Linked DNA regions of Pelodiscus sinensis: region 1 is linked to region 2. The links are chromatin contacts, called in public Hi-C maps. All regions are on one chromosome and are shown on one strand. The core of a region is the stretch at or near the end of the contact, and the rest is flanking DNA. Distances in the headings are between cores, read along the strand shown.

The links. Hi-C and Micro-C count contacts between places; a contact is called where the count stands out from the background.
Region 1: a contact with region 2 is called in a Hi-C map of blood, with 3 times the contacts expected there. The contact joins the promoter of PGGT1B here to the promoter of AP3S1 in region 2. A contact is called at or near these places in 2 of 5 Hi-C or Micro-C datasets (blood and liver).

Annotation. Positions count from the first base shown.
Region 1 is chr6:59,408,047-59,412,168 of ASM4963464v1, reverse strand. PGGT1B (protein geranylgeranyltransferase type I subunit beta) reads right to left here and starts at 2,212. Exons shown (of 9, transcript XM_006134476.4): 1 at 2,040-2,212. The coding sequence starts at 2,167.
Region 2 is chr6:59,083,718-59,087,655 of ASM4963464v1, reverse strand. AP3S1 (adaptor related protein complex 3 subunit sigma 1) reads left to right here and starts at 1,267. Exons shown (of 6, transcript XM_006134482.4): 1 at 1,267-1,477; 2 at 3,931-3,938. The coding sequence starts at 1,409. It overlaps ATG12 (autophagy related 12), which reads right to left and starts at 1,159. Exons shown (of 4, transcript XM_006134484.4): 1 at 955-1,159; 2 at 504-640. The coding sequence starts at 1,126.

The sequences.
Region 1 (4,122 bases), core at 963-3,462, 320 kb before region 2:
CAATAAAATCTTGGTTTTGAAATCCAATTTCAATCCAAATGCAGCTTTGAAACAGTCTCAATCAAAAATTGGGTATCTAGTAAACAAGTGTGATATAGTGGGGATGCTATCTACTTCTGTAATCCTGTTGTCACTTTGGTGTTGCATTCACCATTTATCTTGTGGGGTTATAGGAGATCCTACTGTCCTATGCTGCTCTGTAGTGACACTGTGTGTGTGCCACAGTTTCCCCAGGCCCTGCAGCACTAGCTGCATGAGGAGGGGGAGGCTGGGTGTGACTCACTGGGGAAGTATGTTCAGTCTCTCACTCCTAAGGCCCAGGTGACAGCAGTAACATCTTGGGCCAGGAAGGAGGACAATGGAGAAGGCAGGGTTGCCTGGGGCTGGTGAGCAGAGGCTGGGAGTGTGGGTCAGTGTGGGCTAGGAGAGTGCAGAGGCTGAGAGCGGGAAAAGGGATGAGGGGCCCAGGAGCCCTTTCCCCCGCAAGAGAAATAATGCTGCCTGCCCTGGTTCCTGGCTAACATCGATCTTAAGCTACACTGCATCTCTGTGAACCAATAAACCTTCTGACTCTACTGGCTGGGTGAGAGTCACACCTGGCTGTAGATGGGGGTGCAGGGTCGGGGACCCCCCAATGCGCAATCACAACAAGAAAACACATCATTAACATTTTCTACTAGAATACTTAATTTCTGCATTTTGTATATGAATAAACATATATTGTACTATATAATTAATTTTAATAGACTTTTTCAGTATGGTGCAGTCTCTTGGTTAGCAAAAAGAATGATCAAAAGTAGTGTAACAGCTATATCTAGTTGTAAATAATATTTTAAATGTGTCTTAATGGATGTATGAACCAACGAGAATTTCTCTCAAAAAAAATCTTGAAAGCATACATCAAAAGTTAGATTATAAAACATGTATTTCTACTCTCTGGTTTAAATCATTGCTTTCAAATAAGTGACTTAATTCAGCCTGCATGCCTGCTGACCTTAAAGACACAGAACAGGAGTTCTTTCTAATGTACGGTGGAGAGCCACAAGGACTAGAAAGATCACTTGTTTATCCCAACTTTCTCTTGGTTACCTTTGTCCCAAAGTGCCAGGTTGGGAGAACAAAAACTGCAGTATTGTGGGTGCTTTTGCTTCTCTGTTCCATAAAAATGCTAGCTTAGGAACAGCCATGACATTTTACCAGTGACAGCCAAACCTTCATGGTCAAAGAATAATTTGACAGGAACACATGTATCTTATAGGGATGTTAGATATTGGTTATTTTAGTAATCTTATAGCTGCAACAATTTGTAATGATTACACGACTACCAAAATACTCCCGGGCGGGGGGACGGGGACGACATGGCTAGCAGGCCCCTGTATCTGTGGGAGGTGGTATGAGGAAGCAGGCTGCCCCACATACTGCTGCCTCTCTGTATCTAACTGGGGAGACAGGAAGGCAGGCAGCAGCTCTGGGGAACCAGCATGCACAGGGAGTCTATTTAGCGTCCACACACACCACCTTGCTGCATCTGATACAGTGTCTGCAGTCTCTTGGATTAACCAATAAGACTAGACTTACCGGTTATCATTTAAATGTCTGTATGTTAGCATCCCCAATATCTTACCTACACCTCATCCCTGCACCACCAGCAGGGCAGCTGCATGGGCGATCGTGCATTAGCACCGGGTTCCCTCCCTCCCTCAGGGCTGGGGCAACCACCCGCAGGAGAGGACAAGCAGCTCACCGCTCCCTACCCAGAGCCCTGGCACGAGCTGTCCCTGAGCGGCAGCGAGCTGCCTGCCCAGTCCGGCGCGCTAACGGGATCGGAGACCAGCGGCTGCCCTACAGCGGGACTCGTCACTGGAGGCTAAATCCAGAGGCCGCGTCACAGAACAGATCCCGCCGCCGACACGCGAACGGGCGGGATCCCCAGCCTGGAGGCGGCCACGAGCACAGCCCGACCTTGCGGCGCCTGGAGGGGACCCGGAGACCGCGCCAACGGGCCCCTCCGCGGCGTCTGCCCCCAGCGCGGCCGGTACCTGCTGGTCTCCAGGGACGAGTATCTCTCGGGCAGGATCTGCAGGCAGCGCTGGAAGAAGCGCACGTGCCGCTCCTTCAGGAAATCCAACCGCTCCTCCTCCCCGCAGCCCGGATCCTCCGCCGCCATCTTTGCCGCCCTCCCTACCCAACCCCGGCGCGCTCAGTGACCACTTCCGCCGCGGCCGGAGGGGCTCGCTCACGTGATCTGGGCGCGCACGTCCTCCAAGACGAGAGACGCTTCCTTGTCACGTGCCTCGGGGCTGCAGCACTTCCTGCGTGGAACCGAGCATGCTCAGTAAGAGCTGCTGCCTTCACTCTCCCCGCACCTTCTCTTACGTGGCGTCAGGCGCTGCTCCCAGCTCTTTACAATCGCTTAAAAGCGGCGCAGGGGCGCGGGGCGCAGCGGCCGGTTCTGTTAACGGCCTGGTGGGGCCCAGCGCGGACTGGAAGGGCGAATCGGGCGGGGGCGGTGATTGGAGCTGGGGGGAAGCCGGTGCCAGCACCTGTACTCAGGTCCCCCCCCCCCCCCCCCCGGGAGGGGCAAAGGGGGTAACAGGTGCCAAGGGTGCAGATCTGGGGGCAGGGCGGAGAGGGGGTTTTATTGCCCTTCTCACACAGACGCGTGCCCAAGCACAGGGCCGCTTCCCGGCTGCTCTAGCAGGTACAGCTGCTCGAATTGCCCTGCCAGCCCCGCAGCTCTTCTCTGCAGTGGGGCAAAATGCTGCAAGTACTTCAGGGCACATGTAACATATTTTGAAGATTTAAAAGTCTCTATGCAGGTAATGCTGTACATAAAGTCTCATAATAGCTACAAATACACCCAGGCTGCGTCTAGACTGGCACGTTTTTCCGCAAAAGCATTTGCTTTCGTGCAAAAACTTGTCAGCTGTCTACGCTAGGTGCTTGATTTTGTGCAAAAGCACTGCCATTCTACTGTCTGAAATCAGTGCTTCTTACGCAAATGCTTTGACGATCCTGTTCGGGCAAAAGCCCTTTCCCGGAAATGTTTTTGCGCAAGAGGGCCAGTGTAGACAGCTAAAAACAGTTTTGCGCAAAAAAGCCCCGATGGCGAAAATGGCAATCGGGGCTTTCTTGCGCAAAACCACGTCTTGATTGGCACAGACGCTTTGCCGCAAAAAGTGCTTTTGCGGAAAAGCGTCTGTACCAATCTAGACGCTCTTTTCCACAAATGCTTTTAACGGAAAGACTTTTCTGTTAAAAGCATTTGCGGAAAATCATGCCAGTCAAGACTTAGCCCCTTATGCATGGGTTCCATTGTTTGAGAACAAATAACTGTTCTTAACTCATTTTGGGGTGCTGAGTTCAAAGATTATATCCATTTTTGCCCATGATGTACAGATTTTCTGAAAACTGGAGTCTACTTTTTCAAAAAATGCTATTATAATGCTTTATACATTATATGCAGTGACTTATTTTCAAGAACTTGAATGCAAAAATACCTCGAACTGATTGAATTCGTCAAAATGAATGCCATCTAGTTTAATTTAATGTGCCCAGATGCTGACAGTGTTGGAGGCAATACTGAGTATCCACCAGAACATGTCAGTAATGAGCCACAACTTTTCACCCAAAGTGAATTTAATGACTTGGTGAGAGACCTGGATCTGCCTAAAGATTCTGCTGAGCTTTTGGGATACAGACTTCAAGCGAAGAATTTGCTTTCCTCTGGAACAAATTTTGCTTGGTACGGAACCGCGAGAAAGAGTTTGTTCCATATTTTTCTATGGATGGTCTGTTTGGTATACTGCAATAACATTGCCTGATTAATAGAAAGCTTGGGGACAGCTTACTAACCAGGTGACTGAAGACTGTTTATTGACTCTTCAAAAACAAGCCTAAAAGGTGTTCTACTGCATAATGGCAATCAATATGCCTCTGTGCCTATTGCCCATTCTGTCCACTTTAGAGAAACCTATGGAAATCCTGACCTTCTCCTTGGAAAAAGGTGCATTGTCCAGAGCATGAATGGACTGTATGTGGAGATCTGAAGGTGCTGTGTATGCTGCTTGGTCAGCAGGCTGGTTACACAAAAATGCCATGCTTTTTATGCAAATGGCATAG
Region 2 (3,938 bases), core at 18-2,517:
TGATGCTTGTAGGAACAAACAAACAAACAAACAAACCCCCAACCAAAAAATTGGTGCAAATGAGTCGGGTGTGGGGGAGAAAAATTTGCTTTTTTGGACCATATCTTGGACTTATAGCAAGGACGACCTGTACTGGGGGATGGATGCTATGGCGATCAAGCCCCCATGATTCGAGTCAGTGGGTCTAGTAAAGACCAAATAAATTGAACACTGAGGGCACCTCCATCAGCACTATCAGGAGGAATAAGGGAAGTCAATGGGAGCGCATTGACTCCAGCCTCAGAATTCACATAGCTGGAGTTACATATCTTGCATCGACTTTGCCCACAAACATAGACCTGGACTTACAAGCAGCCCATAGCATCCCAGTACTGACTGCAGCTTTGCCAGCTCCACAGCTGCACCTCTCCACCTACCTGCAACCCCTGGGATTACCCTGGCACGCCTACATGACACCGAGCTGTGGCAGCTGGCCCGGAGGCTGCACAAGGCAGGGCACGTACCAGCTGCTCGGAGGCCACCAGCTTGAGGAACTTTTTGATGAAGTCAATGAGCCCCTGGATGGTGCGGGTCCGCTCCACCGCCCACTTCTTGGTCTTCATGATCGGCGTGTCCCCCACGGCCTTCAGCAGGATGTCAACTAGGACGGAAGCGAAGACTGAGCGCGGGGAGCGATGGAAACCGGCAGCTGCCGGTGGGACGCAGGCAAAGGGAACAACCCCGGCGCCAGCTCACTCCCCCCCGCACCCGGGACATGGGACCGGCCGCTGTGCCGTGGGCCCGCTCGCGACCGGGAGATACCAACGCGCCCGCAGCATTTCCTCCCCGCCGCACAGCCTCTGCTTTTCCTAATTGGCTGAGCAAGCTGGAGTGGGCGGGCCCATTGGCCAATGGGCCTGGCAATCTGAGCGAACGCCCCTTCTCGCCCCGCCCCCAGGGGAATCATTCTGTTACTTTTCTTCTTGGTATCCTCGGCGGCGGATTCCTCGGTCACCGGGGAGCCAGCTGAAGGGGGAGGCGGCTCAGCAGCCCCCACCGCGGCTCCTCTGTCCGAAGACTCTTCCACACACTCGCCTCGGCCCCCATCCTGAGGAGAGACCGGTAGCTGCTCCTCCACTTCAGACATACTGCTCCCGGACAAGTAAGGGCGGAAGTGACGCTGTTGCGTGCGGCACCATATTAATTCCTGGCGGTGATCACGCAGGCCGCAGAGCAGCCCGCCCTCTGGCGCGTGTTGACAAGCGCTGCCGTTTTCTTGTCAGGTGACTTGGTGTCACGTGAGTAGCAGGAGCGGTTCCGTTTCCGCCCCGGGCAGGAATAGTGCGGGAGCTGCTGCCAGAGCGAAGGGGGAGGGGCAGAGCTCGCAGCGACCCGGCCGGCTGCAGCGGCCCCCTCGCGCCGCCTCACCATGATCAAGGCGATTCTCATCTTCAACAACCACGGCAAACCCCGGCTCTCCAAGTTCTACCAGCGCTATGTAGGGGCGGGGCTTGCGGGCCTGGGGAGGGCAGGCGCCGCGCGCCGGGGGGGGGGGGGGGGTCTCTGAGGTTGGCCGCGCCCGTAGCGCGGGGCAGGCTGGGCCGCGGGAGGCGGTTGGGGCTGTTAAAATGCGTGACGCGAACAGCCGCGCACCCCCGAGACGTGTCAGCGGTCGCGCTCTGACAGGCGGGGCGGCAGCCAGCTCCCCGAGGCCGGTGCGTGCCCCCCGCTGCCACCGGCAGCCTGCGTGTAACCCGTGGGCCCGGGCTCGTGTCTACACGGACACACGCTCACATTCCTGGCTGGGAGGCCAGCGGGGCAAGGGCAGTATGAGGCGTGGCCAGGGCAGCTGGGCGGGCTCTGGGGCTGCCCTCCCTGTATTAGCCCTGGAGGATGGTGCGGGTTTTAGCTTGCAGGCCTGTGGTAGCTCAACTGAGGGGTGACCCTGGGCTGTTCTGTCCCTTCCCGGCACCTGCCAGCCTGAGCCCTGGTAAGGATGCTCCCGAGTAGTTGACCAGTCAATCGATAAGAGTAGGCCAGTGGTTGCCTGTGGTAGATCTTGGAGTCTCTGGCAGGTGATCCTGAGTAGTTTGGCAAAGAGGCTATCAGGTGCCAGCACTTCAGCTGCCCCCTCCCCACACTGCTACGCACTTTTTGCCTTGGAGCTGCCCCTTACCCTGGGAGCCTCCTGCTTTCTGTGCAGGGCAGGGGAGGGACAGGAGGGGTGCTGAAGTTAGGGTGCCCCCTCCCACTCTGTATCCTTTCTTCACAGAGCAGAGAGGGGGCACAACAGGACTTGGGATGGAGTTTGCTGGCTGCTTTTGGAAGTTGTGCAGGGTCAGGACAGGGGTGAGCCTGCCGTAGCCTCACTGCACCACCACCCAGGAGTCACCAGCCTTGCCCAGCTGGAGCCCATGTCCCATCCCTGCTCTAGCCCCGAGCACCCCTGCATCCAAACACCCTCCCAGACCCTGCTCCTAGAACCCCCTCTGACATCCCAACTGCCTGCCCCAAGCTTAGCTCAGAGCTCCTTTCACATTCCAGATCCCTTAATCCAAGACCAGAGCCTGCACCCCAACCCTCTGCCTCAGCCTGATGTAAGTGAGTGAGGATGGGCAAGAGAGAAAAGATGAAGTGAGCAGGGGTGGGAAAGAGGCAGAGCAAGGATATTTATATTTGAGGGAGATCTTGGATTGCACTTAAATTTAAAAAGCAATCTCATGCTCAAAAACGTTGGAGAAGTTGGTCTAGGCTAATGAGTTAATCTAATCGATTACTTGCATTTCACCTCTCCTCCCTCCCCCCGTTGCCTCTATGTGAGACAGCAAAGGGGGCGAAAGCAGGAGCCAGTGCTGGGAATAGCTGTCTTAAAAACTGGTTCCTCAGTGCACCAGCTCTGCCGTACTGCCTGATGCCTCAACCTTGTGCTGTTGCCTCTATCAGAGGCAGCAGCATGCTGGGAGGGGGGGGGGGGGGCACAAGAGACAATAGGGCAAGTTGCCACAAAGCAGCCTCTGTCTGCAGTCAGCACTAGGGCAGCCTTCCCTCCCTCCCACAGCCTCTCTCTATAGGGAGTTTGAACTGCCCCACAGCCAGGGACTGCTTCCAAACCGCACTACTGCCTCTGTATCAGAGGCAGCAGTGAGGGGTGGCAGGCACATGGTTTGCAAGGGGATCTGGTTTTAAATTAGCTCCCGCCTGGCTCCTCTGTGCTGGTATAAATCAGGGATGTCAGCATATAGTTGTTTAAATGACTAACGGAGACACCTGGGATTTTCAGTTAATCCAAACAAGTATACCCTCCTCCCCCCCCACCCACCTTTCTGTCTCTGTATCAGAGGCAGCAGGGGGATTTGGCAAGACTGGGGGAGGGGGGAGCCAGCTTTTAAGCTTAAAAGCCGACTCCCCACAAGCACTGACTGCGGAGCTGCCTGCCTGCCACGGACAGGAGCTCTTTATCGTAAAAGTGCAGTTTACAAATGTAGATTTTTTTTTTCTTACATAACTGCACTAAATACGAAATGAAACTGGAAATTTCAGTGGTTACACTTTTTTTTAAAAATGCATTTTAATATCCCTAATGTCAATATAAATATTCAGTCTATTTTTCAGGGATGGTTCTAGGGGATGTTTCTTCTCAAAAGTACTTGTACTAAAGATGTATGTTAAATAAGTGTAGGTTTTTTGAGAGCAGTAAAACATTTCTACTATTGCCACTTTTTAAGCTTTCTCTGTTCTAGTTTAGAAATATAACACCATCTAGCACAAAGGCAGACTTCAAAGATAATGAAATAGCGTTACAAGAAGAATATGGGCTTCGGGTGACGGATTAGAAGGCTTCAGAGCTGATTGTTTGAATAGTGCTGTAAATAGAGTACAAACTATATGATATATAAATTACTGTTTATAATCCACTTTAGTCCTATAGTAAAATACACTTTCTTTTCATAGAGTGAAGA